2 separate regions of the Mus musculus genome follow, and region 2 is linked to region 1. The links are chromatin contacts, called in public HiChIP or PLAC-seq maps. All regions are on one chromosome and are shown on one strand. Each heading gives the region's core, a stretch centred on a gene start, on an enhancer-like site or on the middle of the called end of the contact. The rest is flanking DNA. Distances are from core to core; before and after follow the strand shown.

What was found. HiChIP or PLAC-seq counts read pairs in DNA pulled down with a chosen protein or histone mark.
Region 2: a contact with region 1 is called in an H3K27ac HiChIP or PLAC-seq map of embryonic stem cells, with 5 times the contacts expected there. The contact joins the enhancer-like site here to the promoter of Mvd in region 1. A contact is called at or near these places in 1 of 39 promoter capture datasets (embryonic stem cells) and 7 of 115 datasets of contacts at active chromatin or transcription factors (embryonic stem cells, microglia, pancreatic cancer cells and 1 more).

The regions. Positions count from the first base shown.
Region 1 is chr8:122,439,159-122,447,088 of GRCm38.p6, forward strand. It overlaps Mvd (mevalonate (diphospho) decarboxylase), which reads right to left and starts at 4,264. Exons shown (of 10, transcript NM_138656.2): 1 at 4,136-4,264; 2 at 1,024-1,094; 3 at 480-594; 4 at 219-365. The coding sequence starts at 4,208. It overlaps 9330133O14Rik (RIKEN cDNA 9330133O14 gene), which reads left to right and starts at 4,498. Exons shown (of 1, transcript NR_045696.1): 1 at 4,498-7,318. It overlaps Gm51557 (a long non-coding RNA gene), which reads left to right. Exons shown (of 3, transcript XR_003947483.1): 2 at 1-1,114; 3 at 1,289-1,538. It overlaps Gm20735 (predicted gene, 20735), which reads right to left. Exons shown (of 3, transcript NR_015497.2): 2 at 7,836-7,930; 3 at 6,110-6,483.
Region 2 is chr8:121,838,707-121,846,636 of GRCm38.p6, forward strand. Gm42048 reads left to right here. Exons shown (of 4, transcript XM_030243893.1): 2 at 1-2,698; 3 at 4,326-4,477; 4 at 4,986-5,196. Among named protein-coding and RNA genes, the nearest start is that of Gm42048, 8.7 kb to the left of the region's middle. Within about 2 kb of position 2,720, at least 57 of the 459 cell types and tissues checked have an H3K27ac peak or open chromatin away from gene starts, as enhancers often do. A contact at or near this core is called in embryonic stem cells and stem cell-derived neural progenitor cells, where this site is marked.

The DNA.
Region 1 (7,930 bases), core at 3,014-5,513:
AGGCAGGTGGATTTCTGAGTTTGAGGCCAGCCTGGTCTACAAAGTGAGCTCAGCCAGGGCTATACAGAGAAACCCTGTCTCGAAAAACCAAAAAAAAAAAAAAAAGACTTGCCTTGGTCATGGTGTCTCTTCACTGCACTAGAACCCTAAGATGATAGTCAGGATGCTGACAGTCCAGGGAACCCCCTACTACCACAGAGCAGAACCCAGGTACCCACCTAGGCAGGCATAGCCTGCGGCTGAGGACGCCAGGCCTGCAGCAGTGGGGAAGTTGTTCACTGACGCCACGTGCACCTTATAGCTGAGGCTGAGGGGTAGAGTGTCCCCGTCCTCTGTGCTCCTCCGCTTCCGAGCCAGGCGGCGAACTGCAGGGCAGATGGCAGAGTGAGTGGCCTTGCCAGTTGGCAGACGCACTGAACCTACTCCTGATGCTTCATTTAACTGGGGGCTGGGAGAGGGGAGAGGTCACCCCAACTCACTCTCTCTCAGGCAGGCCTGGAGCCGTGGCTGCCCCACGTCCTCCTCGCGACCATTCAGCCAGATGCGGTCCTCTGTGAAGTCCTTGCTAATGGCAACGGTTGTGGTCGTTTTTAGCTGGGAAGAAAACCCAGGGTCAGTGCCGAGGACGAATGCCCGCCAAGCACCCCTTTCTGCCAAGAGGTCTCAGAGCCTACCTAGGGCCAGTATGGCTGTCCACCTGGGCAAGCATGTGGAAGGTCAGAAGGGCCCCCAGGGTCAGCCCTGGCTAGGCAGCAGGGAAGTGGGCAAGCCCCTCAGGGTAGCCATACTGGCCTGACCTGCGCTGTGTCAGGGTGAGCACTGTCTCACCACAGAACCATGGACACCTGGTCCCTCTTGAGTAAAGGAATCGGACGTAAAACCAACCCCGTGGCTTTGGGTCTGTGTGTGGATGAGGAGACAAGGGTTAACGCGTATTGGATGGTCAACGGGAATTAGGAGGACACAGGCCCGGCTATGGTCCCATGAGAAGTCACCCCATTCCAGCCACCAGAGCACAATCACCTGGTCCTGGTGCAGCGTGACGCTCAGGGAGGAGTTGATGGGCAGGATCAGCGCTTCATCTCGCTTCCCCCCTGAAACAACAACCGAAGCAGTGAGTTCCTGGTCCTCCCCTCAGTGCTCCATCCCCTCTCACTACACAACCTCAGGAAGACCTCCTAAATTGGCAGCAGACTCAAAGCTCAGTGAACCTTCCCAGAGCACAGTGGAGGTAGGGGACCAGTCCACTTCTAATTCACACTTCCTCCTTCTTTCTCTCACTGCCCAGATACAGCCGAGGGCGTTTACCAGGAATCATGTGCCTATGTGGCTGGTGGTCTATCTCCTCCACCTGCTTGTCCGCCCAGAGGAGTCCGGGTCCTGACCGTGTCCCAGATGGTACCGATCAGAACGGCCCCTCTGCCCAGGACTCCCGCGACCCCAAGCACAGTCAAATCTCCCAGAAAGGGCTGGAGCAATGGCTCAGTGGTTAAGAGCACCGACTGCTCTTCCAAAGGTCCTGAGTTCAAATCCTAGCAACCACATAGTGGCTCACAACCATCCGTAATGAGATCTGACGCCCTCTTCTGGAGCATCTGAAGACAGCTACAGTGTACTCAGATTTAATAATAAATAAATCTTTTAAAAAAAAAAATGTCCCAGAAAGCCTGAGGCGCAGATATCTGAGGGTGCCCGCAGCTCTTAGCTTGTAGCATCACACTTATGTCGGGTTTCTGCACATGCTTGGCTAATTAGGAGTTGTTTGGCCAGGCGATAACAAAAGACCCACTGGGCAGGTGATTTCACCCTTTGCTGCCTACAGACAGACATCTGCACACAGGTAGCTCTCCTGGAACCACAGGGCTGCTCTGAAGAACACAGAGCGGATGCCCTATGGCCTAAGGCTGAAGCCCAGCTGCCCTATACAAGACAGGAAGGAAGACCCTGGGGCCTCAGATGTAGGCACCGCTAGGGTATATGGCTTTGGGTACACTATTTTTTTTTGTTTGTTTGTTTGATTTTTGGAGACAGGGTTTCTCTGTGTAGCCCTGGCTGTCCTGGACTCACTCTGTAGACCAGGCTGGCCTCGAACTCAGAAATCCTCCTGCCTCTGCCTCCCAAGTGCTGAGATTAAAGGCATGTGCCACCACTGCCCGACTTGGCTTTGGGTACACTTATGTGGGTTTCTTCTTGCCCACTGGTCCCAGGTCAGCAACACTTGCATCAAGAAAACCCAGGCAGCTGAGTGCGACAAACTTTGTTTGTTTCAGCCCTGCCCTTGTTCCAAGGCTCTGTTAGCCTGGGAGTTCCACACTTTCCTCCCTGAAGGACAGCAGGCTGCCCTGGCTCAGCTGGCCACCTGGACTTCATCCACAGGGCAGATGGATGCTTCTCCCAGCCTGGCCTGCAGTTTCCAGAGGAGGCCTGATGGCTCCTGCAGGAACCCTACAGAGCCCCAGCAGGAACAAGTATCATACAAAGTAGGTGTATCTATCTGTCTGCCATAAAAGAGGTGGTGTCCCTCCTCCAATAGCTAAAGGTTATGCTTTGTTTTTTAAAAGATTTATTTATTTATTTCATGTATGTGAGTACACTGTTGTTGTCTTCAGACACACCAGAGGATCCCATTACAGATGGTTGTGAGCCACTATGTGGTTACTGGGAATTGAACTCAGGACCTCTGGAAGAGCAGTCAGTGCTCTTAATCACTAAGCCATCTCTCCAGGCCCAGCTAAAGGTTTTAATAGGACTTGAGTCTCAGTGCACAGCAGAAAACCATTAGATCTCACCCCAAATCATGTCACACCAAAAAGGAGGATCTCACACTGAGACAAAAACCAAAAGACACTAACGTTGAAGTGTCTAGAGATGCTGCAACTGCTGGCAAAGGCTTTAAAGCAGCCACCATGGAAGTGCTCCAAGCAGCAACCACGCAAAGAAGAAATGGCCCGCAAAGAGATGAAGTAAGAAATGGGGAGCTGGAGAGATGGCTCAGTGGATAAGAGCGCCGATTGCTCTTCCAAAGGTCCTGAGTTCAAATCCCAGCAACCACATGGTGGCTCACAACCATCTGTAATGAGATCTGACCCCCTCTTGTGGTGCACCTGAAATAGCTACAGTGTAATTATTTATAATAATTATTTATAATAATAAATAAATCTTTGGGCCAGAGAGAGCTGGGGTTGACTGGAGCAAGCAAAGGTACTAAATTCAATCCCCAACAACCACATGAAGGTTCACAACTATAATGTACTCATATACATTAAATAAATTAATTAAATCTTAAGGGTTGGCGTAGCACTGGTGGGAATACCAGCTGGGTACTGCCACCCCAGGGAACCCACAGATCATTAACAGAATGAAGAACTGACTCTTGTTCTCCCAGAGCTGCCAGGGCATTCTTCCTAGGAAGGATGAAAGTTCACACCAAAACCTGCCCATAAATGTGGCAGCAGTTTTCCTGGTAACAACAGAGCCCCTGTTCTAGGGCCTAAGCAACAGTGGGCAATGAAATCCTGCTGCGTCCACCTGGATAATCCTCGGGAAGAGCGTGCGTACTGAAACGAGCCAAACTCAAGAATCTACAGGCTGCGTGGATCCACTTCTAAATGACCACGGTGGAAGGAAGAGCAGAGGGAGACTGGGGTGAGAAGCCCTGGTCCCGGCAATACCTCCCCAGTTTACAAGTGTCACCAGGGAGGGAGGAAGATCTGCCCCTCACCAGCGCCCCTCGGATCCCTGCATGGCAACGCCCCCTTCATCCCTGAGCTACCCTCCCAGCCTTCTCCAGCCCAGCTACTCCAGATCCGGGACATTGGTCTTTCCCTCCAGCCCTAGGACCCTGAATCCCGGCAGCAGTGACCCTCATCTCCAGCCCTGTGCACATCGATCCCGGCACCTGTGCCCCGGTCTCCAACTCCCAGGCTCCCCGATCCTGGTTGTAGTAACCCCCATTTCCACCACTGTGCCCATGGATCTGACGGTGGCGAACTTCCCCCTCATTCCAGCCTGGAGGATCCCCTTTCCAGCCCAGCTACTCTGGAACCCGACCCTCGAGCCCAGGGGTCCCAGTGACTACAGCCTCCAGCTCTATGCCCCGATCCCGGCCGAGGTGACTGTTGTCTCCAGCACTCACAGTACTTGATAACTGCGATGTTGACCGGCGCCGTGCAGGTGACCATTAGGTCCTGAGGCTTTTCTGAGGCCATAACTGAGATGCTGGAGTCCCGAGCTAGAGAGCCCAGCACCGATTACCCGGTGTCTACAGACTCACGCGCTGCCATATGATTGGCCCGCTGGCCGGGCTTTTCCCGTGCTGTCCAATAGGCGACAGGCCGAGCCCATGATCCACTTTTTAGCCTATGGACAGGATCGAATGATGTGCGGCTGACACTGAGCCCGCCCCCGGTGCCTGCAAGCTCGTGGCTGCGAGCGAGAGGCGGGGTCCGCTCAGGGAGTGGAATCTACGCATGCGCAGGAGGTGGTATCTGCGCAGGCGTAGGAGGCCTCCTTCTTACAAAGGTTCCTCCTTCTGGCACAAGCACCACTGGATAGCCTGAGTGACCGTCGGGACAGCGGGGCCATCTGCTGCTGAAACAGCGGAGCTGAAAAAGGATACGCATCTAGCCTCTACGCTGCATGAAAAGCTCACTAGACGGTGAATCCGGAGGGATCCGCAGCCCAAGGTCGCGCCCGAGCCCCACATCCTGGAATCTTCTACATTCACAATCTGACTTCTCTTGTCACAACCTCCAGTCTCCTGGTCCCACAGTCTGGGGTCTCACAGCTTGCCTGAGGTGTCCAGCCGCCGCGCCGGCGGATGTACTGCATCCGAGATGGGCATTTTCTCTCCCAAGCTCCACACAAGCAAGAATTTTGTCGTTTTTTTTTTTTTTTTTTCCGTAGCTGAAATGGATCGGCACATTTCTGTGTCATTCTTACGGTACAGTTTAGTGACCTTTAGTATATTTACTTGATACAACCGTCACCTCTGTTTCCAGAACTAACCATCCATTCTCCAACAGAAACAGATACAACTTCCTGGTTCCACCTCCTGTAAAATCGTGGCTGTTGAATGGCTTAGAGTTCCGAAGATGTGCGAGCACACGATACCCACCCAGGCCACCAGTTCTGTTCCTAGGAGTGTGGATGGTACCTAATCCTTTCACAGCCTTCTGGCTGACATTTTCTACACAGTGAATGGGAGTTGCTTTTTTTTTCCATGCTGCTTTTTCTACGTCTGAGTTTCTTGGACACTTTCCAGCTGCACACCAAAACAGCTTCCTTGTTTGTCTAGACCGTCGGTAATTGACTCAAGCCGTCCCCCTTGGAAGCCATGCACCGGACTTTCCTTGCATTGTGTATAAGAGTGCTTGCGTAGATTCCTAGAAGTGGATGAACCAGCCAAGCAGCTATGTGCCTGGGGCGATGTTGATAGCTGTTGGCCGGCTGCCATCTTGGAAGCTGGATCGATTGCTCAGCTCTCTCTGCTAGAGCGAGAGTGTGTGAATAGGCCTTCTGCGCCACAGTAGACAGCCTGTCAGTCAGGCTGACAGCTGACCAATGGGAGTTCACTATTGTTTCCTTGTGGCTTGTGAGATGGCTCGTATTTTCAATTTCTCTTGCAATAACTTTTCTGCTTCATACACACACACACACACACACACACACACACACACACACACACCAGCAGAAAGGTGGTGTGTTTAATCCCAACACTCAGGAGGCAGAGGTCAGGTGGATTTCTGTAAATTCCAGGGCAGCCTGATCTACAGAGTAAGTTCCAGGGCTACACAGAAACCATGTCTTGAAAAAACCTAAATAAATAAACCCAAAGAAGAAGAAGGGGGGAGGATGTCTCTGTGAGTTCAAGGCCAGCCAGAAGTTCACTGTGAGATCCTGTCTCTAAAAAATAAAAACAATAAGTTAAAGAAAGAAGAGAACAATTAATTTACTCCGGAATGAATAGTTTCACCCATGGGTATTTTTGTACATTATCAGGTACAGAGACCAAGGTCACCTCATGAGCTGAAGGACACCAGTACCTGAAACCCCATATACTTTGAAGCTAAGAGTCAGTAGTAGGTCATCTCTCTACTCATCAAATGTTGTAAATGTCTGTCATGTTTGTGAAGTTCACTGTTAGGTCAGGGATACACACATGCATGAGACATGAAGGGAGGAGAGTCCACCAGGGCTGAGTGACCATCTGCTTGCACCTCAGAGCTTGGTCTGAACAGGCCAGCAGAGGGGACCAACGTGCAGCTGTGGTTCCCAGCCCAGGCACTGGGGACAGAAAACCTCTAAAAGCAACCTCAAAAGGGAGGATGCTGTTTGTGGATTTCTGTGCCCCTGTCGCTTGTCCCTTTGAACTCAGTTCCCTAGAGAAGTCTTCAGAGGTCAGAGTTGTTCCAGAGCACCTGGCCGGCCTGGGTAACCATAGAGACTGGTAGAGAGGTAGATTTCATCCAAGGGTTCTGGTTCCTTGTCAAAAACAAAAACAAAAAAAACAAGAAACAGCTCAGTGCAGGGCTGGCTGGCATGCGCAGCCAATCATGTGGGTGACTGTAGGCTGGCAGCTGTGTTTAGGGGGGCTAAGGTAGCAAAGGTCCGAGGGGAGGTTTGGGGCCTGGGCAGAACTAGGGGAGGAAGGAAAGTTGCATTGAGCAGAGGGGAAGGAGAAATGGTCGGGCCCACCCCAGGCTGGAATTTCCTTGCCCTGCCACAAGAAGCAAATCCCTTCCTTCCTCAGGCCGGGAGGGTCGTCACCAAGCCCTCCTCTGACCTGTGCGGGTTCCTGGGCACCAGCCCTCAGGAGTCATTGTTCCTTCCTTCCCGCTCCCCCTGGCTTGTTCTTTGCCTGGATTTTGGCCCCTGTCACTTGGCCCTGACAAATCAGGCCACTGCACTGGGCGACCTCTAAAGGCCCTCCTTTGTTTGGCCTCTGTGACCACAGCCCAACATGGCCTTTAAACAGGTATGCGCCAAACTTCCACATCTTCAGGAGTTAGGCAGCCTTACCTGAGCAGCCAGCCACTCCTTCCAAACAGCTGTATGCAATTCTGCCAAAAGTGCATGTAGCGTCACATCTTGGAGAGGAGCTGGAGTATTTGTGTGGGGAAGACTAGGGTGGGAGGTGTCCAGCTACATAGCCACAGCAGGGGACAGGGACTGGAGGTGGGGTGGGGTGGGGCATCATCTGTGCTGGGTGCAGACCCACCAGTGCGGCTGCTTTGACTTCACCCATGTTCCTGCCTATAACCCATTACCCATTGCTCTATCAGTAAGCCAAATAAACTTGTTAATTCCTCCGTGTGAACTTTGATGGAACTGTTCCTTAGTTTATCCAAGAAACCCTTAGTGAGAGGGGGTAGACATTGTTTATGTCTCCCCTAGGGAAGGCATTTTTGTCACCCAGCATAGTCAGTCGTCTGGCAGGATACAATAAAAGCAAGGTTGAGTGCGGGAAGAAGAGCACTGGTGTTGGCCCTGAGGTGGGCAATGAGACTGGCAGCTCAAGCTGTGCTACTTAAGGGGAAAGGACATATTGGCATGGTTTCCTATACCCATGAGGCCGTGGTATGTCCCCTTTGAGTATAGCTCATAGGGCAGCAAGACATGGGGATGTCTGTGGGGAAGATCTGGTGACAGTGGTCCTTACTTAGGTGTTAACAAGGGGCATGAGAGCCCAATGGCTGAGGTTTGCCCAGGGACCATGGAGATGCTTTGAGGACAGCTAAGGATCTAGAACAGCCCCTGGGAGTGATGGGGTGGGGTGGGGTGTAGCAAGCTGCTGCAGAGGCAGCCTAGACACTGCGAAGGTTAACAAGACCTACCTGAGGCTATGGTGGCAGCCAGGAGGGAAAGACATCACAGGATAAAGGGAGGAAGGCAGAGGTGGCTGACGTCTGTCCTCTGTGCTGGCCTCCAA
Region 2 (7,930 bases), core at 1,470-3,969, 600 kb before region 1:
AAACCTAGAACCGAGGTGGAAGGGACCCTACTTGGTGCTACTGACAACGCCCACCGCGGTCAAAGTGGAAGGAATCCCCACTTGGGTCCACGCATCCCACGTTAAGAGAGCACCCCCTGGAGTCAGCCATGATGAGTGGACTTTAGAGAAGACTACTAATCCTTTTAAGTTGCGCCTGCTTCGTAGGAGCGATCCCAAAAGACTTCAACCCCCACAGTCCTGTTCAACAAACGTGGGAGGTACTCAATGAGGGGGGTAGGGCTGTATGGACAATCGCTGAGGTACACCCTCTGTGGACTTGGTGGCCTAATCTTTTCCCTGACATCTGTAAGTTGGCTATAGGAGCCCCTCCTGGATGGGACTTGGAGGGGTACTCTGACATTCAGAGGGCACCTTTAACACCCCCTCCGTACGTAGAAAAACATTCGAGAGACCCATGGGGTGGTTGCTCTAACCAAAGGGATAGAAGTATGCTTCGAACCCATCCCTTCTATGTCTGCCCCGGGCCCCACCGAAGTCAGTCCCTCAATCCAACGTGTGGAGGTAAGGCTGACTTCTTTTGTAAGAGCTGGGGTTGCGAGACTTCAGGTACAGCCCGCTGGAAGCCCTCCTCGAGCTGGGACTATATTAGAGTAACAGCCAACTATTCCCTAGCGTCTTATGTACCTGGAGGATTTGACCTAGACGAGTGTACTGACTGGTGCCATCCGCTCCGTGTCACCTTCACTGAACCAGGAAAGAGAGCTCTGGGATGGACAAAAGGGTATACCTGGGGTCTTAGGATTTACAAGGAAAGATATGATGAGAGATTATTGTTCACTATCAGATTAAAAATAAAGACCCCCTACAATCCTTTAGGCCCCCCAACCAAGTTCACACCCCTCACCCATACAATTACTCAGCCTACTCCAGTGATTGCGGACCCCCTTAATATGGCCGCTATCACCCAACCTCCCACTCCTCAGGTACCTCTAACTATTACCCCCGAGATTCCTTCAAGACAGAGGATGTTTAACCTAGTGAGAGGAGCCTTTTATGCCCTTAACAGAACTGATCCAAGCGCTACTGAGGACTGCTGGCTATGCCTGTCCTCGGGTCCGGTCCGCCTTATTATAAAGGAATCGCCTTCAATGGAGATTTCAACAGAACCAGCAGCCATACTTCCTGCTCTTGGGGTACAGGACAAAAACTGACCCTGACTGAAGTATCCGCGAGGAATCCAGGTCTCTGTATAGGTACCCCACCTTCCACTCACAAACACCTATGCGGACAAATTCAGTCCGTGTCCAGAACAGAAGCTGATTACTATCTTGTACCTTCCCCGGTTGGATGGTGGGCTTGCAATACAGGACTTACTCCCTGTGTATCAACTAAGGTTTTTAATTCATCTCATGATTTTTGTGTCATGATCCAGCTGTTACCCCGTGTATATTATCACCCTGCATCCAGTTTAGAAGAAAGCTATGCGGGCCGGCGGTCAAAAAGAGAACCAATTACTTTAACCCTGGCTGCATTCATGGGAATAGGTATGGCAGTAAGAGTGGGGACGGGAGTGTCAGCTTTGATAGAAGGAAGACAGGGAATTCAGTCTTTGAGGGATGCTGTCAATGAAGACCTAGCGACAATAGAGAAGTCCATAGACGCTTTAAAAAAATCTTTGACCTCCCTGTCTGAGGTAGTTTTACAGAACAGGAGAGGTCTTGATTTGTTGTTCCTAAAGGAAGGAAGACTGTGTGCTGCCCTTAAAGAAGAGTGCTGCTTCTATGCAGATCATACAGGAATAGTTAGAGACTCTATGCAGAAACTGAGAGAAAGATTAGAGCGAAGGAAACGGGAACGGGATGCTCAACGGGGGTGGTTTGAGTCGTGGTTTGAATCACGACCATCTTGGATAACTTCTTTAATTTCCGCTGTAGCCGGACCAATCCTTATGATATGCTTAGCTTTAGTTTTCGGCCCTTGTATAATAAATAGAGGAATGGCTTTCATCCAGAGTAAAATTGATACAGTAAAACTCATGGTTCTTCAAAGGCAATATCAACCTATAGTTCAGGTAGATGAAGAGTTAAGGGACACCGACCTCTAAAATTCTATGATTAGAATTAGTCTAAACAGAAAAAGAGGGGAATGAAAGGAAATAAAACTGTAATTCATGTAATGTATGTTAAATAGCCCAAAGAGTTGTTTCTGAGCTTTGAAACCTGGGGCTGAGAACATAGCAGAACAGACCAGGACATGCCCGGGCAAGCCCATCGCCTCCCTAGCTCCCACCCCTCTGACCTAAGTTAAATGTTACAGGCTGCTGATGTTTAAATGGACCAATCATGTGAAACCGCGCCAATTCCTCCCCCAGCCCCACTCCTTTTCTATAAAACCCCCTAGCTTCCAAGCCTCGTGGTCGAATCCACTGTCTCCTGTTGTGTGAGATACGTTTCGACCCGGAGCTCCGCCATTAAAAAACCTCTTGTTGTTACATCAAGGTGTTGTGTTCTATTCGTGATTCTTGGGTGCACGCCGAATCGGGAGCTGAGTGGGGGTTTCCCCACTGAGTTCTTTCAATTGGAAGGCTGAGTCGCTTCATTTAACTGGAAGTTCTACAGCGTGAGGCATCATTTTAGGCCACAGGAGGCACACCAGAGAGCAGGCTTTCTTCTATCCAGACAGATAAACATATGAAGACATCGGCCAAAGGAACCAAGTAAGAAAGGGGGTGGGTAGGGATAGGCAGATGGTTCAGGAGTTAAGAGCTGACTCACTGGGTCAGTCAGCTAGCACTGACATTGTGAGCCACGACCATCTGTAACTTCTGTACGGGGATCTAGCGCCCTCTCCTGGCTTCCTCGGGCACTGCACCTGCAGCCGTGGTGCATAGACCTGCACACAGGCAAAGCACTCATACTCATAAAACAAGAATAAATCTTTTAAAGAACAAGAGGAGAAGGAGGAGGAGGAGAAGGTGGCGGCGACAGCTGGATGATGGTGGTTCATGTCTTTAATTCCAGCACTCAAGAGGCAGAGGCAGATGGATCTCTGGGTTCAAGGTCAGCCTGGTTTACAGAGCAAGTTCCAGGACAGCCAGGGATACACAGAGAAACCCTGTGTAAAAGCAAAATAAAATAACAAGAAGAAAGGAAAGAAAGAAAGAGGAGTGAAATGCAGAAGCGAACCCATGTAGCAGATGTGATGTCTCACTTCCTAGTTGTTTAGGGAGGATATGAATCCAGCTGTGCATTGCAAAGAAAGCTGAATTCTTCCTCTTTAGAGCCTTATTTAGCGACCTACGATCTGGAGATCCCTGTGTTATCCCTGGGCCTAGCGCAAGCTAGGCAGGTGCTAGCCATGTGCTCTTCCACTCGCCTGCATCCCAGCATCGCCCATAGTCTTTTTGTTACTTATGTCTAGTTTCTGCTTTTGTAGCAGGAGAGCACACTGTTGTTTCTGGTCCTTTCCAATGTGTCAGTGAGTTAGAGTGTGTTCAGTGTGCCCCTGGGGTGGCTGATTCTGCCACTGTCTTCTGCAGGTGTCCTGTGTGGTTGAATAACTGGTCTATTGGAAACTCACTGTTTAGATTTTCTATGGCAATACTTCTCAACCTTCCTAATGCTGCAACCTTTTAATACAGTTCCTCATATTGTGGTGACCCCCAACCATACAATTATTTTCCATCCCTGTGAAAGGCTCATGTACTCCCCTAGGAATTGTGACCCACAAATTGAGAACCACTGCCCTATGTCCTTATATATTGTTGTTGAAATCTTCTACTTGTTTGAGTCAAATCCAGAGATGGGAAATAGTATAATTTCCCACCATAGGAAAGATGTATCCACTTATTCTCTGTAAACAACAAGCATGTGCTTGAAGTGTGCACGTGTGGCTAAACGGGGACAGACAGCTGCTGGGAGACAGAAGGGACACACGCTCGCCCTGGCCTCTGGGAGGGTACAGCAGCTCAGGCTGGAGAATGGAGGATAAGCAGAGAGTTCATGAGTCTGGGAGTTCCAAACTGGAAATCCATGTGCAGGTGAGTGCATGAGTGCATGTGTGCACATGTGAGCAAGTGAGTGCACATGTGTGCGAGCGAGTGCATGTGTGTGCAAGTTAGTGCAGATCTGAAGGAGGACAAAGGGGACACTAGTCCTGCAGAAGCTGGGATTACAGGCAGTTGTGAGCCACCTGGGAACAGAGCTCAGGTCTCTTCGTGGACATACAGTATCTCTTAACCTCAGACCCAATTGACCAATCAGGTAAGCCAGCTCTTTGGTTTTTTAAAAAGATTTGTTTGTTTGTTTATTTATTTATTTATTTATTTATTTAATGTACATGAGTACACTGCCGCTGTCTTCGGAGACACCAGAAGAGGGCATCAGATCCCATTACAGATGGTTGTGAGCCCACCGTGTGGTTGCTGGGACTTGAACTCAGGACCTCTGGAAGAGCAGCCAGTGCTCTTAACCGCTGAGCCATGTCTCCAGTGCCAGTAAGTCATCCTTTTTAAATAAACATTTTTCAAGCTTCTTGTTATAGAGTTGCATATGGTTACCTTCTAAATAAAAGAATAAGATGACAAATAAAAGTGTAGAATTAAATATGCAATGGCCTATATGTCTGTTACGAGGCCACCACAACAGCTGCAAAACCACCTCTACCCCCAGAAACTTCCCTGTACTCTTATCTAGCCTTCCCCTCTGTATCCCTGTCCCAGGGTGCTCACAGGCAGTGATTACTTATCATTCTCAGGATGTTAGAAATGCAGTCATAAAGTGGACACCTTTGATGAGGACCTTTAGGACTCTGGCTTCTTTCACCGAATCTGATTGTTTTGAGAGTTGCAGGTTTACCTGTGAGTGTTACTGTTTCAATTCCCCATTCTCATTTTCATTCTCTCTCATATTCTCTCTCTCTCTCTCTCTCTCTCTCTCTCTCTCTCTCTCTCTCTCAATCTCCCTCCCTCCCTCCCTCCCTCTCTCCCTCCCTCCCTCTCCCAGGCCCCTCTTGTGAAAGGAATCAAACTCAGCGCCTCCTGCATGCTAGACAAGCACTCTACCACTGAATCTCCATCAAGCCTAGCAATTCTCTGTGTGCAAACAGACCGTCGTCCCTCATTTATCGCTGCACCACTCGGTGTGGATTTGAGCTGCCAGCTGCTTCCAACTTGAAGGTGTATTATTACTAAAATCTCTGCTTTGAACAACCTGAGCATGACTCTTATAGATATGTGCTTTCATAACTTTGGGCGGGTGTTTAGGAGCAGAGTGGCTAGATCATAGCTAGTTTTGTGTGTGTGTGTGTGTGTGTGTGTGTGTGTGTGTGTGTGTGTGTGTGTGTTCATGTAATCCTTTAACTGCCCAACCATTTTTCTAATGTGACTAATAGGTTTTCTTTGATGAAGAAATAAGTCAATTTGGGCTGGAGAGATGGCTCAGTGGTTAAGAGCACTGACTGCTCTTCCAAAGGTCCTGAGTTCAATTCCCAGCCACCACATGGTGGATCACAACCATCTATAACGGGATCCGATGCCCTCTTCTGGTGTGTCTGATGACAGTGACAGTTTACATATATATATATGTATATATATATAATGAATAGGGGGCTGGAGAGATGGCTCAGCAGTTAAGAGCACTGACTGCTCTTCTAGAGGACCTGAGTTCAAATTCCAGCAACCACATGGCAGTTCACAGCTACAGTGTACTCATATACATAAAATAAATAAATCTTTATGCACGCCTTTAATCCCAGCACTTGGGAGGCAGAGGCAGGAGGATTTCTGAGTTCGAGGCCAGCCTGGTCTACAGAGTGAGTTCCAGGACAGCCAGAAACAGAGAAACCCTGTCTCAAAAAAAAAAAAAATCTTAAAAAAAATAAATAAAATGAATAAATCTTTAAAAAAAAATAAGCCAATTTGAGCTGAATTCAATGAAAAAAGGCAGGTTCGTTTAGGAATGGGCTCCCAGGTAAGTTCACCAGCCTCAGAAGAGGAGACCAGAAAGGGCAGGCTTACAGAAGTAAAGGTTTTGATAGACTGTAGGCAAAAGAAAATGACTTGTCTGATACATGCTGGGCTTGTGCAGGGGACGCTGCATGGGGGCGGGGGGGGGGGGGGAGGGGGGTTGGGTGGCTGGTGACTTCAAATGAAGTGTGTTGGGACAGCTGTCAGGAATGAGGAACTGGGCCCTTTGTCCCTCTTTCTGTTCAGAGGCTTTCTGAGTGGGCAGGGTTGGAGAGAGAGAGAGAGAGAGAGAGAGAGAGCGGAATGAAATTTGCGGGACCACTTCGGGGAGAGAGGCAAGCTGGGGACTCCAACAGGACAGTGACCACACCATGTCACATCTCCAGTAACGGTAGAGAACAACAATCCTCTTGGCGCCAAGACAGACATTTTACCTTGTGTCACCAGGGTTGGAGTTTGTTTTTCCTCAGGACTGTGGATCCTGCTACTGCTTCATTTTGAAACAATGTTTTCAGTCTGTAACTTAAACATACTGGGGTTGTTGTTTTAAATCTTACAAAGTGAAGAAAAACAAAGCAAACAATGAGGGAGTTTCAAAGTCCCGTGTGGACTGCTCTCAGTCAGGAAGAGCCTAAGTTAGCACTGAGGGAATTTCCCGCTTGGATTGAACAGGGTCTTCACTTAGCTTCGCCCTCCGCTCCGTGATGCCGGAACCCTCCTGCACTCTTACTTATTTGCTTTTAGCATGGACTTTTCTTTCCAGCTCCACCTGGAACCCAAGTCCTAGCACAGGTCAGATAAACGCTCCTCCCCTGATCCTGGTCCTCAGCTCTGCCCCCTCAGAATTTTGTGCCCCACTCCCTTAACAGTAGGTCCCACTGACCTGATAAGGATGCAAGGAAGGAGAAGGAAAACAACCAGAGCGTCAAGGTAGCTCACACTGTGGAGCAGACAACACAGCCCAGGTGTGTATGGTAGATGCACAGTGCTGGGTTCCAGGTCATCCCGGGCCACAGGGAGAATCAGACTGAGATGTATGGGGGGTGGGAGTGGCTTCCAACCCTTGCCCACTTCACCTGGCTTCTGCACAGCCCTAGGCTTCCAGGATGTGTGTGGTCTGTGTTCTGAGTGCCTAATAACGTGTCTCTGTGCTGGCTGGTCTTATGTCAACATGACACACAGACTAGAGTTATCTGACCGGAGGGAACGAAACTGCTTCCATAAAAATCCAGCTGTAAGACTTTTCTTTTTTTCTTTTCGAGACAGGGTTTCTCTGTATAGCCCTGGCTGTCCTGGAACTCACTTTGTAGACCAGGCTGGCCTCGAACTCAGAAATCCACCTGCCTCTGCCTCCCGACGTGCGCCACCACGCCCAGCTGACTTTTTTTTTTTTAATTTAACTTTATTTTATGTGCACATGGTATGAAGGTATCAGATCCTCTGGAACAGGAATTAGAGATGGTTAATTGGTCCTCTGGAAGAGCAGCCAGTGCTCTTAACCACTAAACCATCTCTCCAGGCCCAGGAAGGCTGCCTAAGGGGGAAAGCCTAGTCCATTGTGGGTGGGGCCATCCCTGGGCTGTTGGTCCTGGGTTCTAAGAAAGCAAGTTGAGCAAGCCAGAGGAAGCAAGCCAGAGCGCAGCATCCCTCCATGGTCTCTGCATCCGCTCCTGCCTCCAGGTCCTGCCCTCACATCCTTGGAGGATGAACAGGAACATGGAAGTGTAAGCCAAATAAACGCTTTCTCCCCAACTTGCTTTTTGGTCATGGTGTTCTGTCACAGCAATAGTAACCCCGAGTAAGGCAGGTAGAAAATACATGTGCTTTGTAAACTCACCTGTCAACTGTCTGCCTATGTCCATGTTGAAGGGACCCTTGGGAGACCAGGGCATTGGACTGGTTTTGGCAGGATGCCAGAGGCCAGCAGAGGGAACAAGAGTCTTCGGCACACCTGGCAGAGGTGTCACGCGTGCCCCCACGTTG